Regions from separate parts of the Mus musculus genome. Here all the other regions are linked to region 1. Evidence: chromatin contacts called from public HiChIP or PLAC-seq and promoter capture Hi-C data. All regions are on one chromosome and are shown on one strand. Each heading gives the region's core, a stretch centred on a gene start, on an enhancer-like site or on the middle of the called end of the contact. The rest is flanking DNA. Distances are from core to core; before and after follow the strand shown. Region 1 holds the start of Ttll4 (tubulin tyrosine ligase-like family, member 4). Region 2 holds the start of Tmbim1 (transmembrane BAX inhibitor motif containing 1). Region 3 holds the start of Ihh (Indian hedgehog). Region 4 holds the start of Cfap65 (cilia and flagella associated protein 65).

What was found. Promoter capture Hi-C pulls out the DNA fragments that hold promoters and counts their contacts. HiChIP or PLAC-seq counts read pairs in DNA pulled down with a chosen protein or histone mark.
Region 2: a contact with region 1 is called in a CTCF HiChIP or PLAC-seq map of the NIH/3T3 cell line, with 6 read pairs. The contact joins the promoter of Tmbim1 here to the promoter of Ttll4 in region 1. A contact is called at or near these places in 7 of 39 promoter capture datasets (the 3T3-L1 cell line, 3T3-L1-derived adipocytes, cranial neural crest and 3 more), 1 of 15 datasets of contacts at CTCF or cohesin (the NIH/3T3 cell line), 1 of 484 Hi-C or Micro-C datasets (muscle stem cells) and 1 of 115 datasets of contacts at active chromatin or transcription factors (the SCID.adh cell line).
Region 3: a promoter capture Hi-C map of liver shows a contact between it and region 1, with 2.9 times the contacts expected there. The contact joins the promoter of Ihh here to the promoter of Ttll4 in region 1. A contact is called at or near these places in 5 of 39 promoter capture datasets (hippocampal neurons, liver, pre-B cells and 1 more).
Region 4: a promoter capture Hi-C map of hippocampal neurons shows a contact between it and region 1, with 2.5 times the contacts expected there. The contact joins the promoter of Cfap65 here to the promoter of Ttll4 in region 1. A contact is called at or near these places in 2 of 39 promoter capture datasets (cranial neural crest and hippocampal neurons).

The regions. Positions count from the first base shown.
Region 1 is chr1:74,659,929-74,663,286 of GRCm38.p6, forward strand. It overlaps Ttll4 (tubulin tyrosine ligase-like family, member 4), which reads left to right and starts at 1,774. Exons shown (of 20, transcript NM_001014974.2): 1 at 1,774-1,961.
Region 2 is chr1:74,302,531-74,305,888 of GRCm38.p6, forward strand. It overlaps Tmbim1 (transmembrane BAX inhibitor motif containing 1), which reads right to left and starts at 1,806. Exons shown (of 12, transcript NM_027154.5): 1 at 1,593-1,806. The region is part of intron 2 of Pnkd (paroxysmal nonkinesiogenic dyskinesia); the gene reads left to right.
Region 3 is chr1:74,949,957-74,953,314 of GRCm38.p6, forward strand. It overlaps Ihh (Indian hedgehog), which reads right to left and starts at 1,716. Exons shown (of 3, transcript NM_010544.3): 1 at 944-1,716. The coding sequence starts at 1,258.
Region 4 is chr1:74,934,025-74,937,382 of GRCm38.p6, forward strand. Cfap65 (cilia and flagella associated protein 65) reads right to left here and starts at 1,575. Exons shown (of 33, transcript NM_001039495.1): 1 at 1,497-1,575.

The DNA of each region.
Region 1 (3,358 bases), core at 524-3,023:
GGGCTTCTAACACTAGAAAAAATTCAAGGCCAAACATAACTTGTAAAGCCATTTTCCACTTTACTTCTGATAGACTGTCTTGAATTTCCTTAGAAAGTTCAAGGCCAGGCTTACCTCGTAAAGCTATACTCACTGGTACTCTCGTTCCCCAGCTGAAAAGTTCTGAATTCATACAGTTGAATCCTTCTTAACAGTCTGCTTTACGGGAACCTTTATTACCGCGACCCGCAGTTCTGGTTCTGGAATGAGGGATCTTCCTTGCGCCAGTCCCGAGTTTTTTCTCGTCCCGGAATTCGGCACCAATTGTTATTAGACGCGTTCTCACGCCCGGCCAGGAAGAACACCACAGACCAGAATCTTCTGCGGCAAAACTTTATTGCTTACATCTTCAGGAGCAAGAGTGTAAGAAGCAAGAGAGCAAGAAGCAAGAGAGCAAGAAGCAAGAGAGAGAGAAAACGAAACCCCGTCCCTATTAAGGAGAATTCTCCTTCGCCTAGGACGTGTCACTCCCTGATTGGCTGCAGCCCATCGGCCGAGTTGACGTCACGGGGAAGGCAGAGCACAAGTAGTCATAAGATACCCTTGGCACATGCGCAGATTATTTGTTTACCACTTAGAACACAGCTGTCAGCGCCATCTTGTAACGGCGAATGTGGGCGCGGCTCCCAACATTTTTCTTCAGCTCCAGCACTCCCATTTTGTCTAAGAAAGTTCATTTATACTGTATATTGGTTAAAATTCTGAATTTATCTGATTCTATAGCATTACTCAATTGTTTTCCTCTATATCCTGTATACTGAAGTTAGAGTCAATGCTTGATTAGATTCAGCTTTTAAATTGTTAAAATTTAACATTTTGTAAAATAAGCCATACTTTATAAATATTGCTGTGTAATCCAAATCTCATCAGGAGACAAACTAGATAATTGCCCTAGATTTCCTGATCTAAAATTGATAAGTAACCCTTTCATAGTTCAACATCTGTCAATGACTGTTGCTTAAGTATTTTGCTACTAAGTTCAAATTGTTTTCACCAGGCTAGTTTTTCTCTGCATAGCCCTAGCTGATCTGAACTCACTCTGCAGACCAGGCTGTCCTCATACTCAGAGATCCACCTGCCTCAGCCTACCGAATGGTGGGGTTAAAGAAGTGCACAACCGGTGCCCAGGCCTCATCAGGTTAGTTATATCGTTAATTATCATAGCCTGTTTGAGAAAGCTCCTTTTGCCATCCAGCTGACTTTATAGTTCTCTAAATTTAATAGATCCAGCGACATCTGAAACAGGGGGATCTATTCTGCGTGGAGAGATTATGAAAGGACTCACACTTAGGTAAAGTTCTCACTCGAAGCCCATAAAACTGGTAGTTGTAGTTATGTCTTGCTTTGTCTCGTCCCGCTCCGTGTTTGGATTTAGGGAAAGGTGAGTGGGAGAGAGTTAAAGTGCCTTGAGCCACTTCCTCTTACTTGCCTCAAACTCATGGAATTTTGGTAGGAATTCTTTAATAGAGTCTTGGCGCTGTATGGTCAGAGTCCATAGTGGTTAGGTAGAATGAATCGTGGATTCCCAGAACGGAGCCTTTACTTGCAGGACTACAGTTCCCAGAATTCCGCTCGCAAGAGTTCCACCGTGTCGACAAGTTTGCGCGTGCGCAAATTCCTTGCACTTTCTCTCTCCCTCCCCCCAAGTCCCTCCTTCTCCCCCCCCCCCCCCCCCCATTCTCTAGGCTGCACAAGGGCTGGGATTCGGCGCGCTTGCCTCGGGCCCTCCCCCTCCCATTCCTTTCTGGCCTTAGATCTGTCCGCTGGGGGCGCGCTCTGTGTGGGACAGAAAGCGGCAGAGCGTGGGTCGCGTGGCGGAGCTTGGTTGCTAGGGACACCTGAGGTCGCCCGCTCGCCCAGCAGGCGCAGCGAAGAAGCGGCGCGGAGCCGGCGTCCAGTCGCGGCGAAGTAGGGTACCGTAGGTGAGTGTGGTCGCAGAGCTGGTGTCCGACCCCGGCCGGCCGTTCCCGCGTGCCTCGGCCCCAGCCCTTGGCACCGGCCCCCAACCCCGCTTCCGGTTCGCCACCTCGCCTTTCTCTGGTGAGTCGGAGACCGGGGCCTCCTCCCGGGCCCTCTCTCGAGTCCTCCTCGGCAGCCTCCACGCGGGGAGAACTTCGTTGGCTTCTCCTCGGGCGGCCCGAGCCCCACACCCTTCTCGGTCCTGGTTTCAGCGTGTCCTCTTTCCCGCCGCGCTGCGGTTTAAATTCTGGCTTGGGTTGAAATCCCGGCTCTTTTCAGGGCCTGCTTTTTCCTGACCCCACTCTGAGTTATCCATACACACTTTCCTACATTCCAGAAGCTGAGATCCTAATTTAACTCATTTATCCAGCCATTTTTTTTCATTTAATAATTTACAGCTTTTATAAACATCGACAAGTAGGTAACGAGTGAAGCCACTATGTAAGGTTCCTAGGGAGGGTACATTGGTGAGCAAGACAAACGTGTTTTCGAGAGTTTATAGAACAAGAGATTTTTAATCAAGAAAGCATTTGCCATACTGATGTATGTGCTGTGGTAGAAGTGAAGCGCTTAACCGCGATTTGTTTGGAAAAATACGTCACCCCACCTTCAGTCTTTACATTCCGGTTCTGAATCTTGGAAATGTTTTAATCAGCATTTGAAACCCTTCCTTTATGGAGTCATTTTGAATATTCCGAATCTCAATTTCAGCGCCTGTTGATTTGGCCAATCAGCAGTAATCTGGAGGAGCCTTTAAGAGCAGGTACCGTTGGATCCTATGCCTTCAATTGTTGCAATACTGAGATTATTTGCATAAAAACTATTCCCTTTATTGTCTGGAAAGTTACTAGCGATTTACTGATTAGACTCTAAGCCTGGCCCTGAAAGTTATCAAATGTTCTCAGGGAGTGAAGAAGTGGGAAGATATTCAAGTTACAAAGTAGCTTTAGAAAGATACAGCATGGCCTGAACAGAGGTCCGAGCTCAGTTGTGTTTGTTGGGAGCCATTCTGTGAGCTGGGCTTATTAGGGCCCAAGACTTAACTTAAAATGAATCTATTTCCTGACTTGTAGTTTCCAAGTGACTTTAGTTTTTTTGTTTGTTTGTTTTTGTTTTTGAGACAGGGTTTCTCTGTGCAGCCCTGGCTGTCTGGAACTCACTCGATAGATCTTGAACTCAGAGATGCACCTGCCTCTGCCTGCCCTGCCCTTCCCATCTTTTTAAGGTCCTAGGGATTGAACCTTGGGAGTTACACATTCTAGACAGTCAATCACTACCACCAAATTAAAAGTCTCAGGCCTGGAAGGTTTTGTGGGACCATGGGATTTTAAAACTTATTTTAAGTAAAACATGAGCAAAA
Region 2 (3,358 bases), core at 556-3,055, 360 kb before region 1:
TTTTACTCTGTCTTAAGGGCCCATGGTGAGAGGTCTTGGGTTGGGAGGTGCTCTGCTATAGATGGCTTCTATCTGAGGATCCCCCATTCTTACCGAGGAAGCTGAGCCTAAGTGCCTATTACCCTAGCCCATGAGCTTCTCCAACTACTTGCCAACTAATATTTTATTACCTCTTTGATCTGCCCAGTTTTACATGAGCAGCCCTGAAGTCAGACAGGAAATCAGGACCCTTGAAGCAATGGTCTCACCTCCCTTGAAACTATAAAGCAAGACCAGGGCCCCATGACTGGAGAGGTAAGAACAGGCAAGTGAAGAGGAGAGGGAGTATGGTGGCCTGTTTAAGGCAGACAAAGCAGCACAAAGAAGCACCTGGCTTGCCCAGCCACCACTGGCCAGGCCAAAGACACCAGCTTTGAAACCAAAGCTCACCACTGAGATAAATATTTCAGAGTCTCAGAGAACCAGACACCTGCCAGACCTTCCATGACAGCTCTCCCCACTTATCCGGTGTTTAGGTTGACCCTCAGCCCCATGGGTACCACCACCCATAGGCCACAGTGGAGTGAGTGACTGGGGAAGGATGCCCCGGGGAACAAGACCTGGTGAAGACAGTCCAGGCTCTGCCTTGGCAGAGAGCCTTCCATTCCTTCCTCCTTTTCTGGTTCCCTCCTGGCCCTCCCAAACCTGCTTTCCCTTTTCCCATTTCCCTGTTTCTTTTTTTTTTTTTTTTTTTTTTTTATTTTTTATTCTGACCTAAAGAGGTCACCAGGGCCAGGCAAGACAGCTTTCACCTGTAATACTCCCAGCACTTAAGGATCTGAGGCAACAAGTTCAAGGCTTGACTGGGCTACTGAGTGAAACTGTCTCAAATAAATAAATAAATAAATAAATAAATAAATAAATAAACCAACCAACCAACCAACCAACCAACCAACCAACCACAGTTCATCAGCTTGACTGTACTTTCTGGTAGGCTTCTGAATTACAGAGCAAAGGAACAGGAGCAGGCCAGGTTAGGAGTAGGAATGGCTTCTTCTTTAGACCTTAGGTTGGCCCGCTGGCTTCTCTGAGCTAGGGCTCCCTCCTCCCACCCCCCACCTTAGACAGATTCTCATCACCAGTTTTTACGCAGCCTGGTGACGCCAGGGCAAGCTCGAACAGCCCCGGGTGGGTTCCAAGCCTCTGGCTGGCTCCCTCCCTCCCTCTCCCCACCAGCTGAGGACCATGACCGCCTCCATTCTCACTTGCTGCACGGCCACTCTGGGGCCCCGGAGTGGGGGACACGTCCTCAGACAAACAAGCCACTCAGCCACTGAGAGGAGCACCCTACAAGAAGCGGGTCAGCTCGCGGGTGCGCACCGAATGCGGTTGCGCCACAAGCCCGGGCCATATGTCCTGCCCGGGCGCACATGGAAAGTGAAGACCGGAACAGGCAGAACGAAAGGACCCTAGCCTGGCTCCGGAGCACGACCGGAGTCGGCCCGCGCGTGCCAGAAAAGTTCGGGCGCCTGGGCGCAGCGCCGCCCCAGGCCACTTCCATTCCCCGCCGGTCTCGGGTCCCCACCTCCAACGGCCGCAGCCCCCTCACTTGCCTGCGCTGTTCCGGACCGTGAGATCCGCCTGGGCCTCCGGGCGCTGGCGAGGACTGGGCTGGGCCGGGCTGGACTGGGGCTCCGTGCCCCGCCCCGTCTCTCTCCGCCGCCAGTGGGGAGGAGCCGCCCGGCACCCCGAGACCTCCAGGGAGCGCTGGGGTCCCCTCCAGACCTCAACCACGACCCAGGTGTGAGTGGTTCACATTTACTGGAAGCAACGCCGGTTCGCAGCGAAAACCCAAACTCACTGGGAAAAAAATAACTTCTTTCCATGAATTCCAGACTCCACCCCAGTAAGAAGTGCTATTTATGCGTCATCAGTGCCTACATATCAGCGATTTGCGCTAGGGGCTTTAGAGCTAATCCTGTTGTCTTAAAAGTTGTTATTGGGTTTGTTTTTTTGTTTGTTTGTATTCTGGGTAAAAGAGCGATGTCGCTATGTACCTCAGGCTGGTCTCCAGCACTTGTCACCCGGCCTCAGCCCAAGTGTTGCAATTACTGACCCTGGTTTCACATAGTCAGATTTCACTGATTTTTTTTCCCTCTTTTTCTTTTTTGTCACTAACTGATCTTCAGCACTTTCGGTCTAGGGGCGTAGGTCAGTGGTAGATCTCTGGCTTTCCATGTGAGAGACCCAGCTGGGTTTCATCCCCATGCCAGGAAAACCAAACAACAAAAGAATAGTTTCAATGATGCACAATATTGTATCACATGGCTATGCTATGTTTATATCAATTCATTCTTAAAACTTCTTATTTCGTGAAAAAAAAATTTAAGTCACAAAAAAAAGAAAGAAAAAAAAAGAAAAGAAAAATTTAAGTCACAAAAAAGTCTGTGGTGACTAAGAATTCTGTGCTTGTAAGCTAACCGCCCTTTTCAAATGTAAAACTTCAAACACAGGCATGAGACTCCGAAGCTATGCTTGGAATCAGTCATGTGTCACTTAATGACAGGGATGTGCTAGGTTAGGAAATTTCTGTTTTGCAAACCTCATGGTGTGTTTACACTAACAGCTCACTATGTGTGACTGGGAAGTAAAAATAATCTTATAGCAGTTGGCAGTATGCTGGCTTAGGGTGCGAGCAGTCCTGGGTTCCATCTCCAGCACTGCATAAACAGTGGAAGTGGCATGTGCCCGTAATGCCAGATATTTTGGGAATGTTAATAATAAAATAACTTACCTCAAAGAGGTTAAGAGGAGCCAAATATGTGGCCATGGTCAGAGAAAACCAATATAGGTTATCCAAAAGTCTGTGTTCCAACATGGGAATCGTTTGGTGAAGTTTTGAGGAGGTTGGAAAGTCATCTTAATTAGGGTTTTATTGCTGTAAACAAACACCATGACCAAGGCAGCTCTTATAAGGACAGCATTTAATTGGAGCTGACTTACAGGTTCAGAGGTTCAGGCAATTATCATCAAGGCGGCATCCAGGCAGGCGTGGTGCAGGAGGAGCTGAGAGTTCTAAGTCTTCATCTGAAAGTCACTAGAAGACTGGCTTCCAGGCAGCTAGGATGAAGGTCCTAAAGCCCATGCCCACAGTGACACACTTCCTCCAACAATGCCACACCTACTCTAACAAGGCCAAACCTCCAAATAGTGCCACTCCCTGGGCCAAGTACATTCAAACCACCACAGGGGTGTTTTGATTTGGTTTTGGTTTTGTTTTAAGGGTCTCACCATGTAACTCTAGTTGACTTGGGATTCAGTATGGAGACTAGGCTACCCTGGAACTCAGAGAGACTGCCTACCTCTGCTTCTTGAGTGT
Region 3 (3,358 bases), core at 466-2,965, 290 kb after region 1:
GCTGAAGGCCGTGGTTAAGCTGCTCTTCCTAAAGGCAGTCTTCTAACAGGGGAAGAGCCGATAGACCCTAGCGGAAAGGGGTGTGTATCTTTCCCAAGGCACACCAGACTTCGGAGAAAGAAGTGTGTGTCCTTGATGTCTGGTGGAGTTGGGTCCTGCTCCGTGCATGCAGAGATAAGTTAGTGTCAGCTCTGCTCCCTGCCTTCCTAGGCATCCCTACTCCTATTTCCAATCTTTCTTGTCCGTGCTACCAAGCTCAAGGATTCCCCAAGCTTGGTCTCAGAGCCTGAAGGCTCCAGCACCCCACCCTTTAACCGCAACCGCGCCGCTCAGCCCTCGCGACAGACACGTGGGCTCCCTCGGCTGGTTCCCTTTCCTACCTCTGTCTCCACATTCGACTTTCTTTCCCCTGCTATTCCTTAAGCCCAGAACCAGCCAAGTCGCTGCTCCAGGAGAGGGCAGCGCAGCTAACCAAGGGCACAAGGGAAGGGAAGGCCACGGGGTCCCCGGTGTCCTGAGCTTCTTCGCCTCAGGGATGCCAAACGGCTTCGTAATGACCAGGGCTGGGCTGTGAGAAATGTTAGGCCGAGAGGGATTTCGTGGTTCCCGGAGGCACAAGAGGCAGCCAGGTCCAGGTACCTTCAAGTTCCAGATTTGACCTGAGCTGCCAGCACTCGCGGGCAGAGGGGCCGCCCGCCAACCTGCGGGGCTTGGCAGCGGCAGAAAGCTCCTCTCAAAGACACCGGGCGGGATCCCGGATGCTAACACTCCCGCGGGGTTCCTTGGCCAGCCCATCTTGGGCAGAAAGACACCCGGGATTCACAAGAAGGGCAGGTGCCAGGGGGCGTGCCAGGCAGTCGAGAAAAAAGGTGCTAGAAGAGAGGATAGGGCCGGGCAGGTGGCGATGCTTCGATGGCGCGCTGGGAGGACCGATCGCGCTCACCTGGGTCATGAGGCGGTCGGCACCCGTGTTCTCCTCGTCCTTGAAGATGATGTCGGGATTGTAGTTGGGGGTGAGCTCTTTGAAGCGCTCAGAGCTGCGCGCGATCTTGCCTTCGTAGCGCCCGCTGGCGCCCAGGGTCTTCTCCGGCACGTTGGGGCTGAACTGCTTGTAGGCAAGAGGCACGAGCTTGCGAGGCGGCCTCCGGCGGCTGCCCACCACCCGGCCCGGCCCGCAGCCCCGCGCCGCCGGCACCAGAAGCAGCAGCAGCAGGAACAGACAGAACCGCAGTCGGGGCCGGAGCCAGGCGGGAGACATGGCCGGGTAGCCCGGGAGAGCAGCGGGCGAGGGCGCCTGGTGGGCTGATAGGTGGGCGCGTGGCTGGGACAGCTTCGGGGACTCAGGCGTCTGGGTGGCTCTTGGGGACTCCATGCGGGGGCGCCATGGGCAGCGCGACGCGGCTCAAGGCCGACGGGACTCAGGTGCGGGGCGGGGGCCCGGGGCCCTGGCTGGTGGCGGCGTGCTGTCCCCCTCGGCGCCTCGACTCTGAGCTGCCCGGCTCGCCGGCCGCCAATAAATAGGCCGGCCCGTTTGTTTTGGCAACGCGGCGACGGCGGGGGGCGGCGGGCGGCGGGGCTGAGGGCCGGCGGGCTGGGCTGGGCTGGCCCGGCCGGCGGACTGAAGGGACCCGCGGTTAGCACCCCGGCCCGGCGGTCAGGCGGCTCGGGCAGAGCGGGAGCTGCTGCCGTCTGCGGCGCAGCCCGGGGTCGAGTGAGAGGGGAAATGGAAGAGATCCGGGCTCGGGACCCGCGCAGACCGCACCCTATCCATGTCCCTGCCTCCTGCGCGCTCGACAGCGAACCTGCAGCAAGGGCAGCACAGCCTCCTCCCCCTCCGGCGGGCGGCCCCAAGGCTAGCCAGCCCTGTCCCGCGCGCTCCTCAGCCGCGCGTCCACCCGCCCGCTGCCCTTTGCGCCCCCTGCGCTGCCTGCGATTGTCCTCCTGACGGGCCTCACCCCACCCTGGTCTCTCCTTCCCGTTCCTTGCGGCTCCTGGGAGCCCCACCAGGCGCAAATCTCCTGGACAGGAGATGCCACCCCCACGGAGACCGCAACCCACGTCGCAGCCGGACGCAAGAGGGGGGTAGTGGCCGGACCGCACAACCGCCTACGGTGTCCCCTGCGGAGAAGCAAACCCGAAAGCTGGAGGTCATTCATAACCTGGTGCCCCACCCTGGCCCTGGCAACATTCCCTTTCTCAGCTTGGAGGAGCAGGGTTCTGTATTGACCTGGTGCACAGCTGGGGACCCTATACTGCCCAGTACAGAACTAGGGGATGCGGGTGGAGGCAATGTAGCCTTGTCAGGAGTCAAATAGGACTGGAAACACTGTTAAAAACAAGGGAGAAAGGCCATACAGAATAACAGCCTGAAGTGGGGACATCCACAGAGAGGGAAGAGCACTGAGCGTGCTGCATAAACAACAAACAAACAAACAAGCAAACAAACAAACGGATCCCAATCCACCTGCAGACGGGCACTGCCTGGGAATCACTCGCTCCTCCTCGTCCTACTTCAGAAGTGTTAGAAGCCACGGACTCTGCAGAGACTGCCCGGGAAGCGAATGAGGGTTGTGCACTTTAATAGAACATCCAGGAAGGCAGATGAATTATAATCTATACTGCCCAAACCAGAAGACGCAAGTGTGTTAACGGGCACAGATCACCACCACAATGTCAAATCTTGTGCTGTTTGCGACGGGTTCCACAAATTTAATAAAGTTATAATTAGAAAGCTCAATCTTCCTCCCTCACCCTCACCCTCAACCCCTTCCTTTCTTTACAGATGGAGTCTCTCACCTACGGAGTCCAGGCTAGCCTTGAGCTCTGGATTCTCTTGCTTCCATTTCCGGAGTGCTGGGATGGCAGGGGAGTAGTACCACCATGCTAGACATGCTAGAGAAATCATGATGCTACACACACACACACACACACACACACACACGTGCGCGTGCACCTTCCTCTACCAAAGGAAACCGTGATGATCTATATTTGAAGTTCAAGTCATTTGTTTTGCTCATGTATTTGAAAGAGGCTCTCAGGTAGCCAGGCTGATCCCTTGCCACAGAGTTGAGGATGGCCTTGAGCTACTGGCCTTCCTAACTCTGCTTCTCACGTGCAGGGTTTACGCGCACTTACAAGGTGCCACTACTGCCTTGCTCGGGATTCAGATCTCAAAGCACCATTGTGTCCTGAGAAAAAGATAGCTTTGGAGTATAGACATTCTCCAGCCTCTCACCTCTACCTCTTAGACAAAGTCTCACTATGTAGCCCTGGATGGCCTGGAATGATGTCTGCTAGGAACACAGGGATATTCCACCAAATGAAACTCCCAAGTCTTTGGGCTCAATTTCTAGATGTA
Region 4 (3,358 bases), core at 325-2,824, 270 kb after region 1:
CCCAATATGTGTATGCTGAGAATGAATATCTTAAGCACTGAATTTTCTCTCCAGTCCAGCACATCTTATATTCACAGTTTATCTCAATTCAGACCACCCAGATTTCAAGTGCTCAATAGTTAAAGTTGCCTAGTAGCTACTACACTGGACAGCAAAGCTGTAATACTTATTTTTGAACTTATTTCTATATTTCACATTGTTTAGTATTTTTTTTCACTTCTTTAAGTAAGATTGTCCATATCCCAAATAGTATCAATTTGACTAACAATCCAGACAGTATTGTGAGGTTTTCAACAGATATTTTAATCCCTACAGTTGTTTATCGTTACATGTGATTTGCCTTCTTTTCCTTGTTTTTCTTTTGAGACAAGGTTTCTCTGTGTAGCCCTGGCTGTCCTGGAACTAGATCTACAGACTAGGTTAGTCTCAAACTCTGAGATCCACTTGCCTCTGTCTTCCAAGCGCTGGGATTAAAGACATGAACCATCATGATTGGCCATGACTTGCTTTTAATTTAACCTAAAACATCTCCTTCTTCAAGTTGGTGGTTAATTAAGGTCCCCATGTTATAATGTAACAATCTCATGATTACCTTTAGCAGTTTACACATTTCCCAAAGACAATCTCATTCTCTCTCCACCAGCCAGAGAAACCCTCTGTTGGCTCATTTGTTCCTAGAAGGTTCTCTAACACTGGAGGAAACCATTTCAAGTTACTGTCCTCATCCCATGCATTCCCTCACAGAGCATTTACCAAACAGGTCTGATACAGCAGGTACTTGTACAAAACAAGCTTCCTACCTCCAAATGTAAAGTGGGTGTTCAGACAGAACCCAAGAAATGCAAGCTGCGGGTGGGGAGGAGAGCTGTTACTTTTCTGTCCTTGGATAGCTTTAGGTCCTGTCCCTAGTCCCTGATCTCTCAGACATCAGGGGATTCAACAGACAGTCTGCCTTGCCTCTCTGAAAAAGTCCCCACTCAATACACCAATCTATCTCTGAAAGGCTAGAGAAGAGACAAAATAAGGTAGAAAAGTGGTCCAGCCGGGACTTAAGGCAGGAAGCATGGAGCCTTTCCGGGAACAGAGAAGGTCATTTGCAACATTTTGCTGTGAAAAAACGTGCAGTTGTGTGTGTGTGTGTGTGTGTGTGTGTGTGTGTGTGTGTGTGTGTGTGTGTGTGTGTGTTTGGGGGGGGCTTGTTTTAAACCAATTTTCTAGTTTCGGGGGTGGGGGTATTTTATCAGTTTCTTTTATTTGCCTAATTTCTGATCTTAAAATTTTACAAACGACAGGTGAAAAAACCGGGAGTAGGGGTGAGGGTAAGGAGTGGTCAAGTAGAGCTGAGGAAGGAAGCCTTAAAACGAAGGGAACAAAATGTACTTATGGGGCTTCTCAGGGTCTCCTGGCCCCCGCATCTAATTAATCTCGCCCACAACGAAAGGACTTTCTGAAGACCCGCCACGATTTCCTGTAAAAGGGGTTTTTAGTACAGATACCGTTCCTTGTTCCTCTCGCTGGCCTCCAACGTTTAGAACTCATGCAAACGCTGTGCTAACGTCTCCGTAGATACAGGACGCTCGGGACACAGCGTCTTTTGGTATCCCATGGCAACGACGGCAACCCAAAAGAGCCAAGGTTCAGAGAAAGCGAATGAGTCCGTTTCTTTTTGTTTTGTTTTTCTCTTCATTTCATTTCTTTTCCTTTATTTTCTCTCTTTTTTCTTCTTTCCTTTCCTTTTTCTTCTTTTTTCTTTAACTTTCTTTATATATTTTTTTCTTTTTGTGCTAAGAATTAAAGCTTTGATCATCACTAAGCTACACACCCAGTCAATGCCTGCTCAAATTTAATCTCCCTATGTTAAGTATTGAATCCAAGATTTTCCCTGCTGTAGTACCAACTGTGGTCTTTTTCCATTCCAGACAAGGTAAACATGGTTCCCCCAATTTTCATGGTGTCCTGGCAATTACTTTATTTGACCACCTTATTCATAGATTACTGTTGGGCTCAAAAATCATAGATTGCCTGAATGGGAGTCATTCCTAATCTCTTGAAGTAGACTGATCTAGACTCAGAGCCTCATTCCCTATGATCATGATGGTTCATTGAAAACAGCCTCTGGTTATTTCTTACTGCATAGGATTTATAAATGTGCTCCTTCTGCTGCCGAAAGAGAACACCTTTGGCATTTTCTTCCAGATATCTTTTGGTCTGAGACCAAAGAAAATTAACTTGTTTGAAGAGAGACAAAAGTTAATGTATGAAGAAATTCTTTTTTGTCTGTGCACTGGTGTGCACGCTGTGAGAAAGGTATCATTGGATGAAGGCGACGTAGAAAAAGCCAAGAATCTCAAAGTTCATTCTTCGGCAATTAAAGAGTTTTACTGCCTGAACAGTGAACCCATTCCTCCTCAGAATGAAAGGGGTGTGGTGTGGTTATAGAGGGAGAGCTCAGAGAGCTGGAAGCAAACCCAGAAAATAAACGAGCAGTTTGGAGGATTGGGGTTCACTTGTGGGAGGTAGGCGATGGACTGAGGTGACAAAGTGACCTGAGTTGGCTTGAGGGATCACATGAGCGGGGGAGGGCAGGGCTGCTGCAAGGGAGGTCCAGGAGGTCGGTTAAGTCATGCCAGCCCAACTAAGCCTGGAATTCTTTGGGGATTAAGGAACGTGGAACTCAGTGAGTGTCTCGCTGGTTTCTCAGAATCTGAAGGCTGTACTTTGAACGTGATGACGTTGATGCTATTTGGAGCTCCTGTAATGATTTCTCCCTTTTTTTGTTTTTCTTCAAGTTCTTCTTTTTTTTTTTTTAATCAGTCTGACTCAGCTGGACCTTATGGACAAAAAAAGTGGGGGGTATAAATGACAATAAGTGAATGAATGATAATGAATGTAATGGAATAATGAATGATGAAATGATGAATAGAAATGAATAAACAAAATTTTCCTTTTCATACTTATGCCAAAAAAAATTGAGAATACTTATGCAGGATTTGGGGGGGGACCTCAGAGAACCCAATAAGAAAAAACTGATGATAAAGAAGTCAGATTTTTTGAGCCATGTGTTCTTTGGTCTCCTCTCCTGAGGAACCTCTTCCCAGCATCTTTTGATTATATATTGGTGAGTTCTGGGTTAGGACAGTGGAAGGACAGTTTCTTTTGTTATCAGGTGCTGTGGTCTGCGCTTCTCTGGAATTATAACTGGCAGCTCTGAGCAGTAACTTCAGCTGATGTGAGGACTCCTAAGGAGAGGCCCCCACATACTGGACTTTGCTCAGGAAGTTGAGTACCCAGGAAGGCTTGGTTGGGTGCTGGGTGTGAGGAGAGGGAAGCAGACAATGGACTTGCCTTGGAAGTCCCC